3 separate regions of the Zea mays genome follow, and all the other regions are linked to region 2. A link is a contact called in public Hi-C data. All regions are on one chromosome and are shown on one strand. Each heading gives the region's core, a stretch centred on a gene start, on an enhancer-like site or on the middle of the called end of the contact. The rest is flanking DNA. Distances are from core to core; before and after follow the strand shown.

The links. Hi-C and Micro-C count contacts between places; a contact is called where the count stands out from the background.
Region 1: a contact with region 2 is called in a Hi-C map of ear, with 2.3 times the contacts expected there. The contact joins the promoter of LOC542333 here to the promoter of LOC100282965 in region 2. A contact is called at or near these places in 2 of 25 Hi-C or Micro-C datasets (ear and leaf).
Region 3: a Hi-C map of ear shows a contact between it and region 2, with 1.8 times the contacts expected there. The contact joins the promoter of LOC100279585 here to the promoter of LOC100282965 in region 2. A contact is called at or near these places in 2 of 25 Hi-C or Micro-C datasets (ear and leaf).

Annotation. Positions count from the first base shown.
Region 1 is chr4:138,100,037-138,104,572 of Zm-B73-REFERENCE-NAM-5.0, forward strand. It overlaps LOC542333 (cytosolic glyceroldehyde-3-phosphate dehydrogenase GAPC3), which reads left to right and starts at 2,638. Exons shown (of 12, transcript NM_001111915.2): 1 at 2,638-2,868; 2 at 2,992-3,015; 3 at 3,103-3,203; 4 at 3,864-3,979; 5 at 4,067-4,166; 6 at 4,251-4,397; 7 at 4,483-4,536. The coding sequence starts at 2,865.
Region 2 is chr4:137,828,682-137,832,736 of Zm-B73-REFERENCE-NAM-5.0, forward strand. LOC100282965 (nucleotide-binding protein 1) reads right to left here and starts at 2,189. Exons shown (of 3, transcript NM_001155870.1): 1 at 2,117-2,189; 2 at 1,767-1,868. The coding sequence starts at 2,165. LOC103653731 (a long non-coding RNA gene) reads left to right here and starts at 3,680. Exons shown (of 3, transcript XR_002268780.1): 1 at 3,680-3,723; 2 at 3,823-3,911; 3 at 4,005-4,055.
Region 3 is chr4:138,257,145-138,261,706 of Zm-B73-REFERENCE-NAM-5.0, forward strand. LOC100279585 reads left to right here and starts at 2,022. Exons shown (of 3, transcript NM_001354591.1): 1 at 2,022-2,830; 2 at 3,107-3,188; 3 at 3,323-3,751. The coding sequence starts at 2,193. The coding sequence ends at 3,538.

The sequences.
Region 1 (4,536 bases), core at 1,388-3,887, 270 kb after region 2:
TGATCTTCACCATTCGATTTGTTTCTTCCCTCTTCTCTCTCTCTAAAGTTCTCTTGCTCACAACCTTTTGATTTGGCTCCCAAATTATCCGCATTGATCGAGCAACTCATTGCAAGAAGAACTATCTTTCGCACTCTAGATTAACATTTATTTATTTCCAACCTAACCTCGGGTGAAGTACGTGTTCAAAGCTTATAATTTTCAGGTTTCACCTATTCACCTCCCCTCTAGACGACTTTCATTGTCACATTGTTTTCGTACCGAGCACTCACGTAGTCTCGCTCCCGCCTGCCCACGAACGTGTTGCTACGTGGTCGAGTTATCGTGTTCTTCTCTTCCACAACGTCGCATTGCTCCACTTCGCGCACCTCATGCAGTCACCCCTAGAGACCATCCATCTCTTCTCCCGCATTCACCTTCTCCTTGCTCACCAAGTTTGTCGCGACCACACACTCACTTCCCACCACGGTTGGTCGAGGAGGCCCCCAAGGAAGGGGCAACACTATGACTTGGTTGCCAACAAGGCATATGCGCCAGGCTGCCGCTCTTCCCCTCCCACTGGCGATGCTTAAGCTTCAAATTTCGTCTAGCTCCGCCACTATCTTCAAAGCTGCCATGTCAACATTTGTATAGGAAACTGGAGTTGAACTGTTGAAGTTGGCCTTTTTGGCCCAAGTGCGCAACCAGATGCATCAGCCATCACGACCTGCAGGCCTTAGGCCCTCACAAGTCACGTCTCCTCACGGCCTCAGCATCACCACTCAGGCACTCTCACATTCATGGTTCACAGATGCGCTCACACTCGGTCTCGGTCTCACGAACCCTAGCCTGCAAACATCGCCCGTATCCTGTGGATTCACCGCCCACCGAGCCGTCGACCAGACTCGATACCATCGCCACCCCCGTCTCGCCACCAGCCGGCCACCGCGCAACCTTTTGTCACCCTATGCAGCTACGGTCGTGGCCTGTTGAGCCTTCGCCACACCATGCAGTTTATTCATCATTCGTCATGCAAGCAGCACCCTATTGAGCCAAGATAAATGTTACTGTTGATGTTCTATGCAGTTTTGCAATCGGTCATGGTAAAATAGATGTTATTATTCTGGTGTTGCAAAATATTGCTTGTTCTATGCAATGCTTATATATAAACTAATGTAAACGGACAACTGCAATGTTTCTGATGTTATTGTTCCGATGTTATTGTAGACTGCAATGTTCTATGTAAATTGATGTTATTGTTCCGGTGTTCCAAAATGTTGTGCTGTGTTCTACGAGGTCAGGTATGTTTAGTTAAAAGCCCCGAGCGAGCGGGGGAGAGTGGGGTTTCGAGGGAGGAGGAGGGAGAGTGAGATGTGTAGGAAGGAGACACGGAAAGGATACGAGGAGAGGAGAACCGTCAACTGGAAGCATCTACACACAGGAGCACGGGAGAGGATGGGAACCAATGATCCATGATCAAATGGCCATGAAAATTAGGCCGACGTGGACACATATGGTAGCAGATTTCCTTTCTGTTTTCATAATAAGGAAAACTAAAAATGGAACCAAAGTTTTCGATTAACCAAAGTGTCGGTTTCCTCTTTTACAAGCAGCTTTTCGTATATCCTTTTTTTAACCCAAACTTAAAAAACGAACAAAAAATGTTCGATCGATTTCCTAAGGCATGTTTGGTTCAACCTTTTCTGACTAGCTTTTCTGTGAATCTGACTATGGAGAGATTCTGAGTGTGAGAAGAATCTGAGTATCGTGGGGATTACTTGCTAAGGAAGATGAAGTGGTGCAAAGAGTTCAAGATATAGAAAGCAATGGATTTCTACTATCGTGACGAGTCGATCGATTCTATGTTTATGTTGCCTCTGGACGGTTTTTATCAAAACGATTCTTATAGAAATGAGCTAAAAAGCTAGGCCGTTTGAAAGTCCGTAACAATTTTTGGTGGTCAAAAGCTAAAAAAGTCTAAACAAAAAAGCCTAAACAAACCGTGCCCAGTCCTACGGTTAACCACAACCTTCTAGAGAAGGGGGCATGCCATGGGGAAAGGGTGCACACATGGAGGCCATTAAAGAAGAAAACGTGTGAGAAAGGAGAAAAAAAAAGAAATAAGATGGTTCATGGGAATATGGGATGACGTGTGCAATATAGTGGCAGCGATAGATAATTTGTTTTTCAGCTCTACGCCTCTACCAAATTTTAGTTGGTGCGTCACCTTTAAAAAGCTCTAATATATTCGTTTTTTAATTGGTGTAATTTTTTTTTGCAAAGAGGCAGTTTTAGGCGCGCAGACAGCTTTATTAAATTGTAAATCACGCATGCAAAAGAGATTATCTGTGGAGGAATACTGACGATCTGGATTGGCACCCCCTTTCCCCTCCCCCCACAAGGTCCACAGAATCTTTTTTCATCCGACGGCCGCCGAAAACCAGCTCGGCCAATGGTTTCTTCTTCTTCACCAAGAAAAGAAGGGCAGACCCACCACCGCATCACATGACTTCTCTCCCCACTCCCGGCCAGTCCGAACCCAGCAACGGTCCAGGTTTCCAAGGTCCAACGTTCCGACCCACGGGAAGCTTCTAGAAACCATTAGACGCACCGGTCGCGTTCCTCCTCATGGCCCCCACTTGTCATCCGTCCATCCTCACGTCTCTGCCCCACCATTTTACCGGTAGCCAACAAAACTAGGTTCCGTGGCGTCGGGTGGGACCAGCAAGCAGCCGCCGCAGCCGGCCCCCAGGCGCCTCTATATACGGCACTCCGACTCCGATACATTGGCGACATCACAGATCACACACACTCGAGAACTCCATTTCGATCTCATTTGAAATCAACCCATCCTCGTTTCCTCCGTCTAGCAGCCTCTCACCCTCATGGGTAATGCCGTCACTCCTGCAATCTGGTTGTGTTTTTCGGATTTTTTTTATCGCTGGTGGTGACATTTCCGCTGATTTTCTTTTGTTTGTTTGGTTGCTTGTGTTTGTGCTCTGGTATACGCAGCCAAGATCAAGATCGGGATCAATGGTGAGTTCGCATCCTCGGATCCCAGTTACGATGTATTTGAGTCACACCGTTCGTGTCGGTTTTGACCGTTCTATTTTGTTGGTGCAGGGTTTGGCAGGATCGGAAGGCTGGTGGCCAGGGTGGCCCTGCAGAGCGACGACGTCGAGCTCGTCGCCGTGAACGACCCCTTCATCAGCACCGATTACATGGTATAGCCCCTTGTATCGCTTATCGCTTGATCTGGTACTTAGGGAGTGTGCTGTAACATGGTAATATGCCCCCTCGTATCGCTAATCCCTTGATCTGCTAATTAAGGTAGTGATTGGCTGAACGTGCTTGTTCAATGGTAGCAGATCTGTATTTTGTCCTTGTTCAATGTGGAACAGCTGCATTATATGAGAATATTAGTAAACGGGGATGCGTAGATCTGACGTGGATGCCATTTTTTATATGGATTGGTGTTACCCATTCTGTCATAAAACACATGATTGTAATTTACTGATCTATCGTAGAAACTCTTTAGTGGTTATATTTAGGTTGTTGATCTGTGGATGCACGTGTATCTGTGCCTTGCTCTGACTGTCATGTGCTTTGGATTATTATATAGGCAATCTGTTTTTTTCTTGGGAATCCTATGCTAAGGTTAATTCAAATCTTATGATCTGGATTACATTCTATTTTATTGTTGTTGATCTAAATAGTGTTTGAAGTATCCAAATCTGTATTCTCTACAGAATTTAATTCTCTGGTTAATCTCTTCTTGCATTTGGCAAATTGATTAGTTAAATTACACCAATTAGGTCTCCTGTAACTTGGTTACGCCAACTGGGTCTTCTCTTATATGACTGAATTTGACTTTGCTATTGCAGACCTACATGTTCAAGTATGACACTGTGCACGGACAGTGGAAGCACCATGAGGTCAAGGTGAAGGACTCCAAGACCCTTCTCTTTGGTGAGAAGGAGGTTGCTGTGTTTGGCTGCAGGTTTGTTACTATTCCTTTTATAGTTTGTTTCATACCCAATTAAACCATCGTGTGGTGACTAATGCGTAATAATGACCTGGTTTGCAGGAACCCTGAGGAGATCCCATGGGGTTCGGTTGGCGCTGAATATGTTGTTGAGTCTACTGGTGTTTTCACTGACCAGGAGAAGGCTGCAGCTCACTTGAAGGTATAATTTTGTTTTATTCCAGGGTATATACCTTATTAGTTCCAGCATTGGAAGCATCTAACGATTTTCCTGTTGCTTTTACAGGGTGGTGCCAAGAAGGTTGTCATTTCTGCTCCTAGCAAGGATGCCCCCATGTTCGTTGTTGGTGTCAACGAGAAGGAGTACAAGTCTGACATCAACATTGTCTCTAATGCTAGCTGCACAACCAACTGCCTTGCTCCGCTTGCTAAGGTGCTTATGTTGCTTTACTGCTGACATAAATTGCTCTTAGGCATTCTATATTATCTAAAACTGGTTACTTTTTTTTTTGCTGCAGGTCATCAATGACAAGTTCGGTATTGTTGAGGGTCTGATGACCACTGTTCATGCC
Region 2 (4,055 bases), core at 939-3,438:
CATTCAAATAGCACAAATTGTAAAATCTCTCATATTCCTTCTCCATAGACAACCTTTCAAAGATCATAGAGATCCAAGGTAGCTAAGAAGTATGTATCAGAAGTAACAAAAAATGATTGTTAATATTTTTTTCCAAAGAAGATTCTTTTATTTGTGTTGTGATCTGCCATTCTTTGTATGGTAATTCTTTGTCCGGTAATAAAAAGGCAGGTTTGAATCAACAGAGCCTACAACCTAGCAAAAAAAGGGCAGCCCGTTGAATGTGCTCCCGCTTGTGTGGGTCCAAAGAAGGATTGGACCCATTTGGGTCTATAGTACGCAGTCTTTCCCTGCATTTGCAGAGGCTATTTCCACAACTCGAACCTACGACCTCCTAGTCACAAGGCAGTAGATTTAGCTAGTTTACCACTGCGCCAAGGCTGCCCTTTTAGAGCCTACAACCTAGCACTAGAAAAATCTCAAACGCTTGGAACAAGATCCAAATAGAAAAGCATACGAAATCTCACCACATTCAAGGTCCATCAAAGTTAGAAGCTTCCATAGCATTAGTTGTAGTGAACTATTCATATCTTTTTGGACTTAAGGAATGTGGCATCTGGATATCACAAGTCACAACAGGTCATCATGAATTCTTTTACAAGAATGAACAGGACATAATGAGTTGTTTATAAGGAATTGAACAGGTTGTAGGTGAATTATTTTACAGAAATTGCATTTTCCTAAGTCTCTACCACTTCCCTTACAGTGTTTTTATGCCGATAGATAAAACACTGAAGAAATCACAAATCTAATTGCTTCAACATTTAATTAATTATTAAGTTGATTAGACTGGACGCTGGATAGGTACTTGTCTGGTGAAAAAAATTTATTGGGCAGCTGAAAACTTCAGTTCAACTCCCTTCGTTTTTGGACCTTGAGTGCTCAAAAGGCTATGATTAACAGTAGAATTGACAATAAAGAGCATACTAAAAAGCCTAATCACTAGCAAGAGTTCGCCAACTATAGTTACCATAATCACGCATTATAACAATTTAACAGTGAGGCTTTCCATGTGATCTGTCAATCCCTATAGTGCAGTCAACACAGGTTTGAAGCAACAGAATCTACTGTCTAGCAAACCCCTCAAATAATTGGAACAACATTCAAATATGAAATCTGGATACTCTTCTAATCTTTCTAGCCAAAATCAAAGATCCATCCATGTTTGAACCTTCTTTAGCAGCAGTGGTAGCAGGATGTGGCATCAGAACTACAGCTGCCCCCTGGATGTTACTGCATGTTTGGACCACAATGAATTGCTTTACAGGAACCACATCATCCCAAGCCCCTATCCTTCTTCCTTCAGCCAGTCACATTGTTTTAATACTAATCTGAGTATCTGACAAAGAAACTTACTTTGAACAACCCATATATTCGATTGCATCAACATTCAATCATATAATTGGATCGACCGGGTACATGTTTAGTGCAAATCCAGACTCTTCTATTTGTGCTAAAATTTCTTTGTTTCTGGACCTCGACTGCTCAAAACTACAGGCTAGTTCCTACTAGCACTTGGCCTACACCTATAAACACTTGCAGCTGTCGTAAATCCTCAAATCCAAAAGTCTTACCAAATCCACAACCATTGTAACAAAATGTAAATAAACTAAGCTAATTCTGATTAAAAAACAAAATGATATGATAGAGATAACAGTACATCAGCACCAGAGCAAGTCAAAGAATCGAATGGAATTCAGTAAAAGGACATGAAATGATCCAATTACCGGGATCGGGGCCCTTGGGGGCGGTGGCGCAAATCTGCTGGTTGGGGCACCCAGCGCAGGCATCCGCCTTCCCCGCCTCCTCCGACTGCGTTCCAGGGCAATCTGCCAACACCAAATAAAGAATACTCAAAAACACGAACACCCATGAACTAAGCCTGAGTAAAGCAACCCAGCGATCGAAACAACTTCAAGGTGCCCTCAAATTTCGCAAATGAAACAAGGTTACACCCCTCTTGGTAAGAGACGATCAAACTCCACAAAATCGTGGATGCAGAAAACCGGCCCAAAACGCAAAGAAGAGAAGAGGAAGAACGAGCCCACCAGAAGGCACAGGGGGAACGATTCCTTACGTTCGTTCGCATCGTTGGGAACGTCGCCTTTGCCGCCGCCGTTCTCCATTTCTCCCTCTTTTCCAACTGTTCCTAAACTGGGGTTTGTGTCGTCTCGTGGAGTCGTGGTCTCGGACTCGGTATACGGCGCTGTAGGTGCGCCGAGCCGCCAGCTACTTTGTGTTCGATGCCTGCGCTGCGAACGTGAATGTTCAGTGGGTTTACAAAACTGGTCAGTTTTAGGCTCTCTAAAGACTTTTGTACCCTAAATATAGAGTATTAAACGATCATCTACGCTCCACAACAACGTTCTCTAAACGGTCCTCTAAATTTAGAGGACGCTGCTGGATTCTCTATATATATAGGTCCTCTATCAATTTGAATACTTTAAATAATCGGTTTAGCAAAACTAAAATCTATTACTACTCTATAAGACAGCAAGGAGGGCGTCCACAGTTGTCGTGCCCCCGCTCCCGCACATCGCGCCGCCCCATCTTCCCCGACTGTCGTCCCGCCGCAGAAATCTCGCCTGTCCCTCCCCCCTCGCCCGCACGTGGACCCGCCTCTCCTCGCCGTGATCTCCACTTCTAGCAATGACGTCCGCGCAATCCACTCCCCCCGATCTGCCTCACCTCCATGGAAGTATTCGATCTGCCGCTCCCAAATCTCTCCCTGGAATGTCGATCCGCGTGATCCACTCCCCCGATCTGCCTCACCTACATGAAGTACCCGATTTGTCGCTCCCAATCTCTGCATCGCGTGGACGCCTTCCATGGAGTCTCTGTACGTATGCGCGATTTACTCCCCCTCCCCCGATCTGCCGCTCCCAATATCTCCCTGGAAGACCGATCTGCATGGTGTGGACGCTCCATGGAGTCCCCACCCCGCAACCCCGCTCCGTGCTGTGCGGCGACGCGATCCTTGCCGTCCTTCGCGAGCCAGCGCCGCGCCGGCTCATGGAGTGGGACATCTAGCAGCCGAAGAAGAAGTTCAAGAGGGGCGGCAGACGCTCGTTCGCTGCGTAAGACGATGAGGACTTCAAAGCCGACTCCAGCGATTTGGATTTGGAGCTCACAGAAGGGGCTGACTCCAGAAGGGCTTTCTCCAGAGGTATTAGCTCAAGCTTATTTTCTATGGTGGTATACGTTTTTTTGCGTTTGATTGTTGCAGACGATTAGAATCTACGAGTTGGTTGGGGTGCCGCCGCCACCGCAGGGAACCCCTCGCTGGCGGGTCTGGTCGAGTCTGGTGCGCTTGTACGCGTATCGTGGCGACAGTTTGGCCCTGTCCCGGCGTGGTGGCTGCTAAACTTCATGGAGCTCGAGGACGTGTGGATCCTCGGCACCTCGCACCTCTCCGCGTCCTCCACACCGTCAAACCCGACAACGTCGTCGTCTAGCTCTGCCGGAGCAGGCAAGGACGTGCATCCCCTTAAATGTTATGCTGCTTAAACAAATGCTGTCAAATCTTCTTCCGGGAGCGGGGCTAACAAACCACGTTGCAGAGCCCTCACTTCGGAGCTGGAATCATGTACTCGTCCAGTGCCAACGAGCCGCTTTTGAAGTCCAACATGTTCTCTCTTGGTGGCTCCAAGTTCTTAGGCGCAATCAACAGAAGCATCAACTTGGGTCAGATCAACCGATCGCTGCCTCGTGCTTACCACTTCTCATTACCCATGGGACTCACAAAGACCTGCTGATTTTGTTGGTTTCTTTGGACTGGCACAGGTGGGCAGAGCGCTCTTGCTCTCCGTCTGCTCCGCGTTGTTTTTCCTTCTAAAATTTCTACCAGTGCGAACTATCCGTTTGGAGGAGAGGTGCTTTATAATAAACTGACATGTATTTTTTCTCCATATGTTATGTGATAACATATCAACTGAATTCTACTACAATATACTGTATTTTGGTAGTTCCGAGCAACTAGGAGAGTTTCTGAAGATATTGGAAGTACAACACAAAAA
Region 3 (4,562 bases), core at 772-3,271, 430 kb after region 2:
TGTGGATCCACTACCTACCCGCGCACATGCCCGTCAGGACGGCCGCCGGCGCCTCGGATTCTAGCAGACCGGGGGAACAAAGCCACGTGCTCGATCCATACCCGCACAAGTCTCCACGTAGAGATGGCATCAGATATCTTCCATGGAATCGGGTATGCTTAGGCCTTGTTCGGTTATTCCTAATACACATGGATTGGATGCAATACACATGGATTGGATGAGATTGGAAAAAATTCTTAAGAAGTTTGACTTGTTTGGTATTCAAACTCATCCAATCTCACTCAATCCACATGGATTGAGAGCTAACCGAACAAGCCCTTATATGTTTTTGATTAGATCTGAATTCAACCTAGAGTGAGACGAGCACATATTAGGATATTATTTTTCACCCACAGTTTATCTGTTAGATATATGAAATCGACCTGTATCATATTTTTTTGGCCTAGTCCATACTACATAGCAAATAACAAACCCTAACACCATAAACCTACACGTCTAACGCTCCCAATTCACCACTTAGGCTCCCTTCTAGCATTATTGGCTTTCTGCGTTGTGCCTTGTGGCCCCTTCAAAATACCATAGCGGCTGACTCTTCCAAGCTCTAATGCCTCTAATCGTGGCCCACATACCATAATAATTCTTTTATTAAGTTCCAATTGTGTATGATGGTAAATTAGAAAGAAATTTGACTAATTATACTATTGAATTGTTGAAAATGATTGTGGCTGTCATATCCGACGAATATCCGAAACCCATCTAAATCCTGATGGGCATAGACATGAATATAAATTTCTACCCACAGATATGATCATAGACAGATAATGGTTGCAACCACAGATATAGTTGCAGGCAGATATTTGCAATATCCGATTCGAATCTGATCTGTTGCCATCACTATCTCTACGAGTGCTCCTCGTCCCCCGTCGCGCAGTGACGTTCTCCAGTCCTGGTCTTGCTAGTCGAGCTATCGGCCTGGCCATCAATAGAAACATCGCAAGCGCTGCCCGAATCTCAAACGCTTGTCCGCCAGCATGCAATGCGCAGCGAAACATGGATCCCATGTCTAGAGAACAGCGGTGACATGTTTTCTTGACACCGTTTTTTTTAGAAAATCCATTCAATACCATCTAAAGCTATAGCAATCCCTTCAATACCATCCAAAGCTAAAGCTATGAGTTCCCTACAATGCCATCAGTTTAAATGTATAGTCCCTTGATGTCATTGTTGTCCAAAAAACAGTTAGAGAGTTGCTAGTTGGTGTTGAAAAAGACTAATATACCCCTGTGTCATGTACATGAACCACTCTCGTGCCCTTTTAACAACTTAGCTTTGAGAACTCCATAGCATCACTACAACTATGTAACATTAATATGAGAACAACATTTTATAATAAAATATATAAAATTTTGTCGTCGTATTACTGTTATATACTTATATTAATATATTAGTACTTATATTAATGTTATGTAGTTCTCAAAGCTACGTTGTAGAAATGGTATGGAAGAGGTTTATTAAGGGCACAGAGATATATTAGTCTTTTCCAACACCAACTAATAGCTCTCTAGCTGGTTTTTGGATGGCAATGATATCCAAGTGACTAAAAACTAAAACTAATGAGATTAGAGGGAACACGCATTTTTCAATGGTATCTCAGGGATTGTTATAGTTTTGGACGGCAACGAAGGGATTTTTTTTCTGTGCCACTGCTCGATGACAGTGCCGTGCTTTGACTGCTTGGTCGTCCACGCCCGGATTTAGGGCGGGGCAGCTTTGACCCTTGAGACGCGGTCATATGGTGGAGCCCGCCGTTCTTGCTCCGCCCAGTCGCCGTGCGCGCGAGGCGGGGACGAGCACGGTGTGCCGTTGTGCGCCGTGCGTTGCACAGTGTCGGCCAATCATGAGCCCCGCCTCCGAGGCTTTTCTGGCTGCTGGCTTCCCTTTCCGTCGCAGAGCAGACGTGTGCAGTCACTGCGCGCCATCGCCATCACTTCATTCAGTGCCCTCTGTGGCTCTGTGTCTCTATCAATCTCTCTGTGTGCTTTCCAGCTTTCTGGTGTCGTACGGCTTCTCGACCTCTTCTTTTATTTCGGGCCTCCAGCCCTCCAGGTACAAGCTTGACTCAGCTTCCCTGCTCCGTTCTTCTTGCCTTGCCCGTTCTCGCGCCTGTGCTGTTCCTGTGCGCATCATACAGAATGAGGAGATCGTCGCAGGGGATGATGGGCCTAAGCTACGACGCGGACAGCGGGAGACGCCTGCTGGCTCGCTACGCCAAGGCGAAGCCGAGGCCGTCCAAGTGGGACGACGCGCAGCGGTGGCTCTCCTCCTCCCGTGCGCACGACGACGACGACCGGCGCCGGAGCTCCTGCGCGGACGACCGCCTCCTGCTGCCGTCGGCATCGCAGAAGGCGCGACACTCGTGGAGCGCCGCGGACGGCGGCGCCGCCCTGCCCGCGGCGCTGGGGCTCGGCGCGCGGGACGACGCGGGTGCGGAGGCGGAGACCAAGAGGGTGGACTCCGTTCTGGCGTACGGGCAGCCGCCCCGGTGCCCCTCGCTGCGGGACGTCGGCACGGAGATGACGCCGGCCGGGAGCAAAGAGCCATCCAGGGCCAACACCCCACGCGCAACCCTACCGGCCACGCCGCCGTCCACGGCGGGGCGCGCGATCCACGCACCGCTGCGCCCACCGGATTTGTCTACGGTCGACGGTGGATCGCCACCAGGCCTAGCGGCAGCGGACCGCGACGAGACGGCGCCCGGTGCGCCGACGACGACGGCCGTGTCGCCCGCGGCGACGTGGGACGCCGCCGAGCGCGCCAAGCACATGGCCAGGTGACCGCCATCACTCGCTAGCTGCCGGCTACCGAATACCAACGCGCGCTTTCTCCTCCGCACGTTGCTGAACCATGTGGAGGGGCAAAACGGCGGCAACAAACGGTCAAACGCCACTGCCACGGTAGCAGACTAGCAGTGCCGGTGCATGCACCGGAGTGGTGTGTTGCCTTTGCTTTGCCTGTTGCCTCACTCACAGACTCACTGATGAGCAGCTCGTACTGTACTGTACATGCTCTGCGTGCTGACGAGGTCGCTGGCGCTCTCTTCTCGCAGGTATCGGCGCGAGGAGATGAAAATACAGGCCTGGGAAAACCGGCGACGGCAAAAGGCGGAGCTGCAAATGAAGGTGGCCGAGGTACGAGTAGTCATGGCCATATGTTTCATCAGCCTAGAAAAAAAGTTTGGACCTGTGGAAGTCAACCACGCACCAGATACGGACCTTTCGATCCGAACAATGGAAGGAAATTGAAATGCTCATCGCTGGGGCAGGCCAAGGCGGAGAGGATGAAGCTACGGGCGCAGGAGAAGACGGCGAGCAAGCTGGCCTCGGCGCAGGCGGCTGCGAGGGAGAAGCGCGCGCAGGCGGAGGCCAAGCTGAACCGGCGCGCCGCGCGGGTCGACAGGGCGGACGCGCTCAGGCGGACCGGCCACCTGCCGTCCTCCTCCTCCGTGTTCTCGCTCAAGCTGCCGCTGATGTGCAGATGAGAGCCGACCGAGGGGGGTGTGGCACAGCAGTTCACACGGATGCTGTTCAGAGTTTCAGTCAACTGTCCTGTTAGAATTGGTCGGGACGCTGCTCGCGTCCTTGTGTTTCAGCCGAGCGGTTTGCGATGCACACAGGCACATGGCACTTAGAATTGTAGACATTTGTTTTTTTATCTGCACAAATCAGTGAAGAACAAAAATATTTTATATTTACTCTATTGGTCCAAATAAAAGGATAACTACCGTTTAAAGCGGTTCACGCTTGAACAAATTTATAAACAGCTCTAAATTAATTTATTATAAAATATAAAATTAAATCAATAATATTTGTTCGGTGGTGTAAATATTAATATTTTTTATATAATTGAATACCATTAAAACCTGATATATGGTAGAATTATATTCTTTTTCTTCATCGAGACCAGAGAAAATCTTTTTCTCTGTTTTGATTTTGAATCTATACCACTGTATAATTTACCCATTTAAACTTTTGTAAAATCCACCCAACCAAATCACCCTCACATCCATAACTTTCACTATATCCACCAAACAAACTGTACTCAGACTTAACCAATATATTAAATCGCTGGCTAAGAGGTTTAGCGGTTGGGTTCAATAACAACTAAGACCAGCTATAGCGGAAGCTAAGTTGTTTAGCGGATTTGAAAAAAAAAGAGTATAAACTTGATGAATAAATGACAAATTTGATAGTCATACACATATGCATACACTAATCGGTTACCCGTGCGTGGCGACGACTCACAACAATACCCACGTAAATTATCCACCAAAAAGATTTCAAGATTTTTTATTGATTGTCTCCGCTCTTCGCATAATATTTTTTATGAACGCGCGGGTACCATAGACAGCAAATCAGAGACCTCATCCCTCACCTCCCCCCACTTCCAAGGTTTCGTAGAGCAGGAGGGGAAGGGAAAAGGCGGACATATCTATTCGTCGCCGGAGGACACGACGAAGACATGGACATCTAGAGGCGACATAAGTAATATACCGCTAGATATAT